Regions from separate parts of the Mus musculus genome. Here regions 2 and 3 are each linked to region 1. The links are chromatin contacts, called in public HiChIP or PLAC-seq maps. All regions are on one chromosome and are shown on one strand. The core of a region is the stretch at or near the end of the contact, and the rest is flanking DNA. Distances in the headings are between cores, read along the strand shown.

Region 1 (3,900 bases), core at 513-3,012:
AGAGAAAGAGAACAGTACAGAACGTTCTGGATCTCCGACAGAACCTGGAAGAAACCATGTCCAGCCTGCGAGGCTCCCAGGTGACTCACAGGTGAGCTTGGGCTGCCCTTGGTGATGTGCTCTTACTGGGTCTGGAGGGCAAGGGCCGGTGTCTCCCCACACCTCCACATGGCCATCCCAGGTTGACCAGAGGGCCTTGGCCTCTGTGAACACAGGCATTTGGGGCCCCCGTATTGCCAGCGCTACAAAGAAAGGGGAACTCGGCACCACTGCAGAAACCCTGCTCAGTCTTGCCTTTGCTTATGGTTGAACACAGGCTATCATCCGTGACGGTGGCTGGGTATGGGTGGAAAGCCAGGTGTGCAGTTTGTGGTACCTGTTCTCTCTGTGGGCTACAGTCTCCTCCTTTTTCAAGAGGCCTTTGTTTACTGAACACCCCTTCACCCCTCCTCCTTTTCAGTCCCATCCCTCTGGGATGCTAGTACCCCGCATCCCAACACCTGGGTTCATCAGCCCTCTACCAGCCAGGTGTCCTCGAGTCTCTTCTATCACTCCTAAAGGAGGGCTGAGTGCCCAACAGGGTCTACATACTGGTACCCAGAAAATCAACCCAGTGGTATCCCCTCTTGTTCCCCCAGCCCTTACAGAAACCCCCAAGCCCCCAGCTATAGGGTACACAGCCCTCCCTCAGCCTTTTTCCCCAAGAGCAGCATTCTGGCACCAACCCCTCCGTGAGTCAGAATTTCCCATTCAGTTCCTCTGGGCTTCCCTGGGCTGTTCAGATGAGCTCATACTGTCAGCTCTAAGGGGGACAGAGGGCCCAGCTGAGTTCTGAGGGGGGAGGTGAGCAGGCAGCCAAGACTGGGAAATCGTGGAGCATGGACATAGAGGGCCTGTTTATTAAGAACCAGAAGCCTCCTCAGTTGAACTAGAGGTAGGTTCCTCTCTGTCTCCTGGTGCTAGAAAACTGAATGCAAATTTGGGACATGGGGAAAGGGAGTTTTATTAGCTCAGGGCACAGCCAGCCAGAGGAGTATCCAGACACACCTTCATGCCTTCAATGTCAGAGGACCTGTTACCTTTAGGGCATCATTGCAGTCTCTGTGGGAGCACATAACTGTTGCTGAACCTCGGCCTTGGGAGCCTTCATCCATTGGCCTTAGGGCTTCTTGTTGAGACCTTTCTCCTCCCCTTACCCCCTACAGGCCCACTCATATCCCTGACTTGAAAAAGCTGGCTCTTACCCTGGTGGTGGTGAAACTCGCCTTTAATCCCAGCACTTGGGAGGCAAAGGCAGGTGGATTTCTGAGTTCAAAACCAGCCTGGTCTACAGAGTGAGTTCCAGGACTGCCAGGGCTACATAGAGAAACCCTGTCTCGAAAAACAAAAAACAAAAAAACAAAAAACAAAAAAAAAAGGAAAGAAAGAAAGAAAGAAAAGAGTTGGCTCTTAGTCCCAGATGCCTAAGCATCTTTCTGAGGACTAGGAGGAGGCAGTCAGGGAAGTAAGGGGAAAGTGGTCTGTGTTGCTTCAGGAGCCTTGGTACAGCCCCTGCCCATCCCACAAGCCCTAAATAGGAATCCAGATAGAGATAGAGTGGAGGCTCTAACTCAGCTGTTATCCAACAGTTTAGCCCCCTATAGACAAATCTTTCCCCTATCCAAGGAAGTTTCTGGGACATCTCTCCATGCCAAGTCACTGGCCAAGATCGTGCCAAAGGAGCTGAGAATTGCTGAGCTGCTATAAGAGTCACACCCCAAATGACTCACCCCCAGAAGCAGGGCAGAGGCAGCTGCTCCAGCCTCCTGGTGTCTTCATGCCTGCCCTGAGGCCCCAGGGAAGTCGGGAAGCCTAAAGCTGACTGGTTGAGACAAGAGCCTTGGGGCCTCTGGCTCCAGCCTCCCTTTATGGAAAAGAAAGGACCAACAGGCCTCTGGGTCTTCTGTTTACTGTATACTCCGTCCGGGTCACTTCCTCTCTTAGCCTTTAGTTTACATTAGCTCCAGTCCACACTTGGATAACCCAAACACCAGTGTCCTGACTTTTACGGCTCTTTTGCTTTTTAAAGTGCTTTTTATCAATCAATCTCTCCCTGTACCTTGGAGCAATATTCCCCTAAACTAGAGAAAAGACTGGGGGGAAAAGACACACACGCTGGACCCCACAGGCTGATGTGGGCAGCTCTGCATCTATCTACACAGCATGAGGCACCAGCCTTCAGAGCCAACACAGTCTCATCCCGAAGGCCTTGGGGGTTTAAGGGTGCATCTGCCAAGGTCACCCTCCCCCTGGGACTCACAGGGTGACTTAGACTCAGTTCCTTTTTGGAAACTTGACGTTCAGGCTACATCCTCTATTTCTGCAGCTATGTTTCCCTCTGTGAGAAAAGTCTGAGGTAGGGATGGTGAGGAGAGGAAACAAAACTGACCTCCCCCCTCCCATACCCCAGAGGCAAGCCTGGGGCCAGGCTCGGGCTGCAGGTCAGAAGATCAGCTGTGAGCTAGAAACCTTTTCCTCTGAGAGCTAGAGATGGGGTTTAGTGCAAAAACCTGGATGGTTATATTGCATCCCTCGACTCCCAGCACTGGGGAGGCTGAGTTCGAGGCCAGCCTGGTCTACAGAGTGAATGCCAGGACAGCCAGGGCTGCACAGAGAACCCTGTCTCAAGAAACAACAAACAAAACAAAACAAAATCATCAACAACAAAATAGAGCCTCAAAATAGGAGAGAGGCGTTTTCTGTTCAGAGAGTAACACAGAGGGTAGGCCAGGGGCAGAGGTGAGTGGGGGGCCCTCACTTCCTTATGTGCTTGCTACTGTGTTGGAAGCCAAGTACCCAAGCCAGTTCCCCCGTGTACCCCCATGTTCTCCTGCTGCTCCTCCTGCTCCTCCTCTGTCATCATCATCACCACCACCACCATCATCATCATCTCACAGTTAGCCTCTTTTTGCTAAGTACTTACTGCATGAGGCCCTGACCTTCATCTGTGGTGAGACAGTCCCTACCACATTCAGCACAGTCATCCTGGGTCTGCCTCCTCCCTCATGAGGTGCTAGAATACGGAGGTGAGCAACCAGACTGACCGTGGCTTCCCCGACATCAGGGAACTTCCTTTGTCCCCCAGGAGATGGAGATGGTGTTGAGGTCCAACCCTAACTAGTAGCTGATGCAGAACTGCAAAGGATGCTGGGACTGTTGGGCCCACAGGGAAAGGTGGGTGTAGGCCAGTGGAGAGCACGCAGGACATCACTCATTCCCGTGGGTCAGCTGCAAGAACCCCAATGCTGATTCCCAGGACCGCTGACTCCTCCAGTTCTGCTAAGGAGAAGGAAGGCCATTTTCTCCAGCTCAATAGAAACCATTTGGGAGAGCTTTTCTTTTTTTCAAGCAACTTCATAAAAACAAACAGACAAACAAACCCAGTGGCCTGTGACTAATGTCCCCGTGAAAGAGAAGTGATCACAGATCAAAGACTCTTTTGCTTTGTGTACGCCATGTCCAGCCATTGGTTGCCTCAGTTTACCCAGCTGTGGTGGCCCACATACCTCACGCGTGTCGTTGATTCAACCCTGTCTGACTTCAGTCAGGCCCTGTGATAGAGAAGAGCCACAGAATTTGGAGCCGCGCCATTGCTAGGCTTGGTGGTGGTGCTACACTGAACCAAAACCCTGACCACCATTCTTGCCAGATTTCAGCCATACTTCCTCTCTGGCCCTGTGGGAGAAGGACCCAGGGACCCTAGCCTCAGGCCCTCTGGTATTAGCCTGCCTGTGGCTTCCTTGGCCTGGCCTAGTGGCTTTAAGGCTTGTGACCCTGAATCTTGCTGTACCTCTTTCATCTGCTTTCCTGGGTCCTCTACCTGGTGAAGGCCATGTCTGTTCCCTAGGGGGCTGAGGGTGG
Region 2 (3,900 bases), core at 995-3,494, 360 kb before region 1:
AGCATTGAGACCATACACACAACCTCAGGGCTCACAGCGGTTCTGGGGCCACTCAGCATCCCACCAACATTCCAGAACAGGCTGGAGACACTGGATGTGAGAGATCTATCTATATTCTGCTGGGCAGCCAGTTCACACTGCGGTGCTCCCCTCAACTCCTCCCTTCCTGTGTTGACCCATCGCTGGGACAGCTGAGTTGGCCTCTGAGTTCAAAACCCAGAACCCATGACACTGCCCTGTAGAATGACTGGGGCTCCAATTTGTCTTGAGTTCATGGGAAAGAGACAGCCAAGGAAACATGGGGGACTGGAGAGATGGCTTTGCACTTAAGAAAACTCTATGCTCTTCCAGAGGACAGAAGTTTGGCTTCCAGCACTCACGTCACTCAGCTTGCAATTCTGTGACCCCATTTTCCAGGGGATCTGACACCTCTGTTCACGTGAGCACCTGCACTCACATGCACCTGTCCACATGCACACACACTCTTACACATAGTTAACAATATATTTTTAATCTTTAAAAAGAAACATGCGTATAAACTCTCACATCCTTGTTCCCAAAATCACTCTGACAGTGACACGAGCTACAACAACCCTACTTCTCCAGTGGGTTGGAGGAGGAAGGAGAGGATCTGATCAAGCAGGGAGGAGGATGTAGAGATGGAGGGCGCTGTAGCTGCTATGGCGATCGGTTCTGATAGCAGTTGGTACCTGCTCAGTTTCATGCCTCTCACTGTATATGAGGAGACCCTAGGGGCTTCTCACCCCCATAAGGAGGACCTGGAACCTACAGCCAAGGAGGCCAGGTCACAGGAACACTGGGTGTCTCCAGAGAGAAAGACACCTCCCAAAAGCCTCTCAGGCTACTGATCAGAGTTCTGTAGTGCCCCCAGACCTGGGCTGCAGCCATCTAGATGCTTTGGGAGCTCCGTCTTCAGTTATCTGCAAATGTCTCGTAATACCATTATTACGTATTGTATTGGTAGGTGCTCCCAGTTCATGCTCTTCGGAGGTCAAGAGAGACCCTGAGTGTTTGTTACTGGCCAGCTTTCTCACAAAGTCTACGTACACTTTCGAGATGGGCACCCAAACGTTTGTTTTTTACATTTTAATGTTTTTCTAAGGTGGCTCATCCCTATAATCCTAACAGTTAGGAGGCTGAGAAAGAATAATTATGACTGGACAATGAGTTAAGACTATTTCAAGCAGACAGACAGACAAAAAAATCAGTAACAAAACGTATTTGGGCCCTGGAGCTGGACTACAGTGGAGTCTGCCGTTGTTCCTCTTCTCAGATAGGAACTGGTTGCCAATGGGGAAGAGGAGGTGCAGACCTTTAATCCTAGCACTCAGGAGGCAGAGGCAGGTGGATCTCTGTGAGTTCAAGGCCAGCCTGGTCTACAGAGCAAGTCCCAGGACAGTCAAAGATATACAGGGAAACCCTGTCTTGAAAAACCAAAGAAACAAAACAAAACTGTTAACCAGACAGTACCTTTGGGATCATGGGCATCTCTCGGGTGTTTCTGGAGTGCCCCTGAGTTTCAGGCTGTGGTGACATAATTGCAGCTGTGTCTCTTTGCCTTTGAGACTCCACAAAGAGGAACACCCACCCCAGCCTCCTTCAAGGCCAAGTGGCACCTCTGTGCCTGAATGGACATCGGGGAGTCCGACCAGTGTGGTTGTCCTTACAACTGTGTGCCAGGAAATAAGAAGTCCAGCCCAGTTTGGGCCCTCTGCTTCTCAAGACGAGTCAGAGACTGACTCTCTCCCTGATGAAGTTCCATCTTTAGTAACTCAGATCTCAGCAGCTCACTTACTGACTCAGACTGCTAAATAAGCAACCCTCTGTGCCTTTCAGAGAACTCTCTATGCCTTGGGTCCTGTGTGCCCCTCTTGGATGCCTTGTTGGTAAAGGAACAGAGTCTAAAAGGCCCAGGAACACTCAACAAAGTATCTGCATATCAGATATAGCTTGTTCCGCAGGAGTGGACAAATCCCTAGTAAAATGCAAGACAGCTTGTTGTCATTACTGTGTAAGGGTCCTCAGTGGGCACAGACAGGCAATGGTAGTTGAGAGATTAACAACCATGAAGCCTGTCCTGCAGGGGCTTTCTGGTCAGGTCCTTTCTCTAGAAAGCTCTCTCTGGGCCCACAAGGGATGAGGACTCTGTGAAGTTGTATGCATACTGGCTTTCATGCAAAGGGCGTGGGGAGATTGCCTTGCTGAACATGGCCCTGTTGGACACTCCACTGGGTGTGTGACTTGCCAGGCAGAGAAGGGTGTGTCCTGTGGCAGAGCCAGTTTGGCCAGCCCCACCTTGTTGGCAGAAGCGTGGTTTCAAAATGGGCTAATAGCTGGGGACACGGACACTCTTTTCATCTTGGCCTGCCTTGCACATACAGCTCCCAAAGAGCTAGGCAGTTTCTGTCTGGTTATGCAGAATCGAAATAGAATTTTCTGGGATCAGCCAGGTATCAGCTATATCCCAGGTCAGGGTAAAGGGAAGTGTCCTGAACCTCAGCAGAGCTCAGTCTGTGCCACCTGTCTTGCCCTGCTCAGAGGCCCTCCTATCCTCTACCAGCCCACTTCATCTGTGGTAGACTCCTGGGCAAGGAGGCCATGGGGAACCCAGTGCTCAACAGCAACTGGAGCCTCCATTCCCAGGAGAAATCCTCTCTTTTCCACCAGTGCATGCTGGGAACCCAGCCACTGCTCACACACACACACACACACACACACACACACACACACACATAGACACACACACACTACCACCACCACCACCACCACTACCACCACCACTCATCGGGCTAGGCACAGTAAAATGCCTTTTGCTTGAAAAGCTTGGGAGAATAAATGAGCCCTGCTGTGATAACCAGAGAGCAGACAAGACCAGGGGATATTAGGTGTGCAGCTGGAGGAGTCCAGCTGTGGGCATCCAGAGCCAGGAAGGGGCACAACAGACTCGATGTAGATGACAGGTTTGGGCAGAGACTTGAGAGAAATGTAGAGTTCAAATGGTGGGCAGAGAGCAGGTGAAGCAGGGGCCCAGGGTATGTCTGCTGTTGTGGGACAGTGTGAGAGGGAGGTGTTAGGAGGGAAGAAATGGCTGGCTGTGGGGGTTATAGAGGGCTAGAGGGAATAGGGTCAAGTTGATGTGCTTGCCTGGTAAGTAGCAGAGATACAGTAAGCTCTGCAGCAAAGTTGGGACTGACGGAAGCTTTGCCTGAGAAAGGCAGGTCTGAGTGTCTGAGGAGGCAGGGCCAGGGGGACCCTGGGGTCTGGTGGGAGAAGTTAGGAAGTGCCTAGGACCACAGTCCGATCGGTAGCAATACAAAAGAAGAAAGCAGAGAGAACAGTCAGGTGGGTGCCACCTCGTCCAGAATGGCTGCTTACTGTCCTGCCCGAAGACTTCAGCAAATACAGGTTTCTTGGGCCGTAGGAGCTTAAGAAATGTATTGGTTTGCTTTGATCCAGCTCACTCTAGAACTCACGTTCCTTGCCTACACAGTGACCCAGTGGGCTCCTGAGAGCTTCCTACCTAAGGATGAGCCGGAAGAGAGGGAGCATCAGTGTGGGTTGAAACACCTCCGTCTTCAGGAAGAAGGAGAAGAATGAAAGAAAACATTTGGGGCAGAGGGCAGGGGGCCTTAAAGGCAGAGCCACTAAACAACCTGGGGGCTTCTCTAGCATAATGAAGAAGTGTCTTCCTCAGATGCAGGAACAGCCACGCAAGGAAACAAATACAGCCTGGCCCAAAGCCTGGCTTCCCTTTCTGAGCAGGTAACTCTCCTAATGACTCCTCCTACGTCATTAGGAAAGAGAGGGCAGAACATAGGCTGAGTATGGGGAGTTCTGGCCCATGCAGTCTTATCTGGCTTACCTTGGACTGTGGTCATA
Region 3 (3,900 bases), core at 774-3,273, 320 kb before region 1:
GTTGGTTGGTTGGTTGGTTGGTTTGGTTTTTCGAGACAGGGTTTCTCTGTGTAGCCCTGGCTGTCCTGGAACTCACTCTGTAGACCAGACTGGCCTTGAACTCAGAAATCCACCTGCCTCTGCCTCCCAAGTGCTGGGATTAAAGGCGAGTGCCACCACTGCCCAGCCAGTCCTACATTTTTTTGAGGAAAGACCTTTCCTACCTAAAACCAAGGCCCTACCTATATATGTGATGGCTTTCCTACATGTGCTGAAGTTTCAGTTGTAAATTAGGCACAGCAAAAGGCTAGCAAAGTAAGTAATAGTAAAATAGGACCATAATACTAATATGTAGGAATAAAAAGTTATTTGGATGTTCCCCATTCTCTTTTGCCCCTCCCCCCACCCTTTTTGAACTACTTGTGTTTACACTTCCTGGTGACTGATGATAATAACGGAAAGAAAACTGTGGACTGGGGTTGGGGTGTGGGAACTACTACAGATAAAAGCCCATGACAAATATCCTCACTACAAAGAAATGGTGAGCATTTAAGGAAAAAAACAAACAAACAAAAAAAACAAACAAACAAACAAAAACTTCCCAACACCCAGATAACCTTAAGAGAAAAGATATGGTTTTGGGGATGGGGAAAGTTCAGAGCAAGGGGACAGGCTGCCTCCTGCTTCTAAGACTTGTAAACCCTCCCGCCCTCCATACATACACACATCTCTCAGTGATCTCCCCTTCTTCCCACTAGGGCTCACTAGATACACCTTCCTCCAAAAGCACTCCTGCCTGCCATGGCCACGTGAGGCCCTATCTGCTCCTTTGATACCCATCACAGCCTCTTTGTGACCCACAGAGTCCAGCATATAGTCAGAGCTCGGGACATAGCTACTGAGGAATAGATGCGATATGGTTTGGATGTGAAATACAGCTCCACCCCCACCCCCACCCCCACCCCCACCCCCACCCCCATCGCTCCACCCCACTTGCACACCAGCCTGCGTGTTTGAACACTTCATCCTCCAATGGTGACACTGCTTGGGAGGTTGTGGAACCTTCTGAATGTGGGGCCTGGCAGTCATGAGGCCCTGGAGGTGGGACTTGAGGATTATAGTCCACTCCACCACTGGTCCAGGCTGTCTGCACTTCCTGATCCACAAAGACATGGAAGAGCTAGCAGCCTCACGCTCTTCTCTGTGCTTTCCCACCATGGTGGACTATGCCCTCTGTTGTTTAAACTGTGAGCTAGAATGAACCCTTTCTTTCTTAGGTTGCTTCTGCCTGGTATTTTGTTACGGCAAACAAGAATAGTAACTAATAGAGATGAACAAGCAAAGCCATGACCACAGGCTGAGCCCCTAGGGCCGTATTGTTTCTATGCCTGTACCGTTAATATCTGTTATGGGCTCCTAGCTCAGGATAAATAGCTCAGTACAGTGGCCAGGGAGCAGGGCAAGTGATTCTTGTAGGAATAGATCCATCTAATAGTGTGTGCTAGAAGGCCTAAGTTGGGCTTAAGTTGGGCTCAGTGCAACGAGAGGTGAGTCTACTTTGCCTCAGAGATCACGGGCAAAGTTCTGAGGCAAAACTCACAGGCTGATGGATAGCAAAGAAAAAACAGGGAGAAGGGATTCCAGCAGGGAGACCTGAGAAAGGCTGGGTGGTACAGGAGAACCTTCCCGCTTGGAGGATTGTCCTAGGGAGCTGATGGACCAAGTGCTTTGCTTCCTGCTCAGAAACTATGCCACCATGCTATCCTTTTCACTCTGAGATCTTTAAGCCCTGGAAGACATGCAGATCATGGGAAAGGGGAAACTGAGGCACTCAAGCTAGGCCAAGTCCCTTGGCAGCTCTAGCCTGAACAGCTGCCCAATGAAACCAGCCTTCCTTCCTCCCTCAAGGGCTCCCTGCCCCCTCAGACAGTGGGCTCTTAGTGCCCAGGCCAGGAGGAGAAAGAAAACAGCAGCCATTCAAAGAGGCTCCATTGTTCACCAGCAAATGACTCACATGGGAACGCTCCCTCCCTGTGTGACAGGCCTCTTCCTCAGCATGCTGTTCCTGGTGACTCTCACAGGCTAAAACATAAACCCTGCCCTCTGCCCGCACCTCCCTCCGGTTCTCAGAATGTATGCACGATACTCGGCCATCGGCTTCTCCCCAGCTGGGGGGAGGGGAGAAGAAGACCAGACTGGCATAAGTTCCTCCGAGTTGGACAGATACAAGGGTCTTGATTCTCTGTAACACTCAGGGAGGGGGCGGATGAGAAACACTATTCCATATGTGCAGTGTGTTGGCTTTTTATTGCTGGCATAGTGCGGGCATAGGGGTCAGGCAGAGTACTGGCTTCTAGCTAAGCCAGCTCCCACTATCCAAACAGGAGTCTGCATTGGGTGCCAAGGAGGACCCAGAGCTGGGATGCACGGGGCAAGGACACAAGCAGGGGGCACAGCTTTGACGAGAACAGTTTCATCTATTTCCAACGCCCGGTGACTTTGGCCTTCCCACGAGTTTTGGAGCTACAGGAGAAACAGGAACCCATCAGATGGGGGATGGGGTAGCAGTTCTCAATGGGACAGCGGGCAGGGGAGGGGAGATAAGGGTTGAGATGAGCATTCTGGAGCAGGGGTGGAATACAACAACCACCTTGGACCCCCTATCCCACCCTGCACTGGGTGCTGTGCCCAAGGCTGAAAGAAGGAAGCTGTGACTCAAAGAGAGGAGAAAGCTGGGGTCAGAACCCTGACAACAGGATGGGGAGAGGGGAGGTGGGATGCATCGTGCTAAGAGAAGGGCCAGAGACACTCACACTTTCTGGTTGTCATTGATCCGGTTTCGCAGAACGTTGATCTGGGGGCGGGGGAGGGGAAGCAGGGAAGATAAATTATAAAGTTGGGGCTCATTCAAGGAGGCCTGGGAGGAGGGAGGGGGCTCAGTGTCGAAGCAAGGGTACAAACAGGGTGGAGGGAAGTATGAGAACACGGTTGGAGACGGACCAGTGCATGGATTGCATGGGGACAGGGAAAAGGGGCCTGAGGGTCAGCGGTAGCAGGGACTAGGTCAAACCAGGAGCATGGCCGGATAGACACAGTGAGCAGCTCACTTCGTATTTCTGCTGCTTGAACTTTTCCTGCAGGTCGAACTTCTCAGCCTCCAGGTTGTGAATACTCTGCCACAGCTCCTTGGCCTTCTCTCTGCAGGAGCCACAATGGAAGCGAGGTGAGGAGCGATGAAGACAGGCGTGGAGTGGCCTTGGCTGGCTTTCACCCTGGTCCTAACTCAGCCTTCACGGGCCCCAGCCTGTCCTTGCACAGTTAGGTCTGCAAAGGGTGCCCACCTCCAGCCTGTGCTCTGGACCTGACCATTCTGGAATTCTGGCTCCTAGCTACTGTGCCCAGGGTTCAGGGACAGACACCAAGGGCTGCCACAACAGAGAGCTGGAAGTTGAGGAGAAGCCCTCTTGGTACAACAGAGCATCTAGATCTGCTTTTCCACCTCCCATGTGGATGTGGCCAAGCAGGAGCTCAGATAAGAAAAGGGCCTGCTTAGTTCTCTTTCCCTGTCGCCAAAGTTCACAGGGAGGCCTGACCTGCTGAGGCCTGGTGCCAGCACTGGAGCCTGGGCAAATGTGTGAGGGAGTGCCTCCCTCTGGCGGTTTACAGTGAGAAGTGCCTTCCATCTCACTCAGGAAGAGTGCCAGGGGCCACCCAACCAACTGTCCCCACCTCAGTTGGTCTTCATTCAGGTGGTCGATGGCCAGCGCCTTCCTCCTCTCTGCCAGGATCTTCTTCTTCTTCTCTCTCTCTGTCTGTCTCTTCCCACTCTTCCGCTCTGTCTGAAGGGGATGGTGAGCAGGGACACTTGGCTAGAGATGGTTCCTCCCCGTCCCCTGACCCTCCCAATACCCTGGGGAGTAG

Evidence for each region. HiChIP or PLAC-seq counts read pairs in DNA pulled down with a chosen protein or histone mark.
Region 2: an HNF4G HiChIP or PLAC-seq map of pancreatic cancer cells shows a contact between it and region 1. The contact joins two enhancer-like sites.
Region 3: a contact with region 1 is called in a CTCF HiChIP or PLAC-seq map of the NIH/3T3 cell line, with 9 read pairs. The contact joins two enhancer-like sites. A contact is called at or near these places in 2 of 39 promoter capture datasets (the HPC-7 cell line and HPC-7-derived erythroid cells), 1 of 15 datasets of contacts at CTCF or cohesin (the NIH/3T3 cell line), 1 of 484 Hi-C or Micro-C datasets (CD4 T cells) and 1 of 115 datasets of contacts at active chromatin or transcription factors (pancreatic cancer cells).

The regions. Positions count from the first base shown.
Region 1 is chr1:135,533,388-135,537,287 of GRCm38.p6, reverse strand. Nav1 (neuron navigator 1) reads left to right here. Exons shown (of 30, transcript NM_173437.2): 2 at 1-91. Among named protein-coding and RNA genes, the nearest start is that of Gm32940, 23 kb to the right of the region's middle. Within about 2 kb of position 1,762, at least 125 of the 459 cell types and tissues checked have an H3K27ac peak or open chromatin away from gene starts, as enhancers often do. A contact at or near this core is called in the NIH/3T3 cell line and pancreatic cancer cells, where this site is marked.
Region 2 is chr1:135,893,950-135,897,849 of GRCm38.p6, reverse strand. The region is part of intron 2 of Pkp1 (plakophilin 1); the gene reads left to right. Among named protein-coding and RNA genes, the nearest start is that of Pkp1, 23 kb to the left of the region's middle. Within about 2 kb of position 2,244, at least 20 of the 459 cell types and tissues checked have an H3K27ac peak or open chromatin away from gene starts, as enhancers often do. A contact at or near this core is called in pancreatic cancer cells, where this site is marked.
Region 3 is chr1:135,850,629-135,854,528 of GRCm38.p6, reverse strand. Tnnt2 (troponin T2, cardiac) reads right to left here. Exons shown (of 15, transcript NM_001130181.2): 12 at 3,709-3,818; 13 at 3,087-3,177; 14 at 2,793-2,833; 15 at 2,261-2,502. The coding sequence ends at 2,457. Among named protein-coding and RNA genes, the nearest start is that of Tnnt2, 16 kb to the right of the region's middle. Within about 2 kb of position 2,023, at least 88 of the 459 cell types and tissues checked have an H3K27ac peak or open chromatin away from gene starts, as enhancers often do. A contact at or near this core is called in the NIH/3T3 cell line and pancreatic cancer cells, where this site is marked.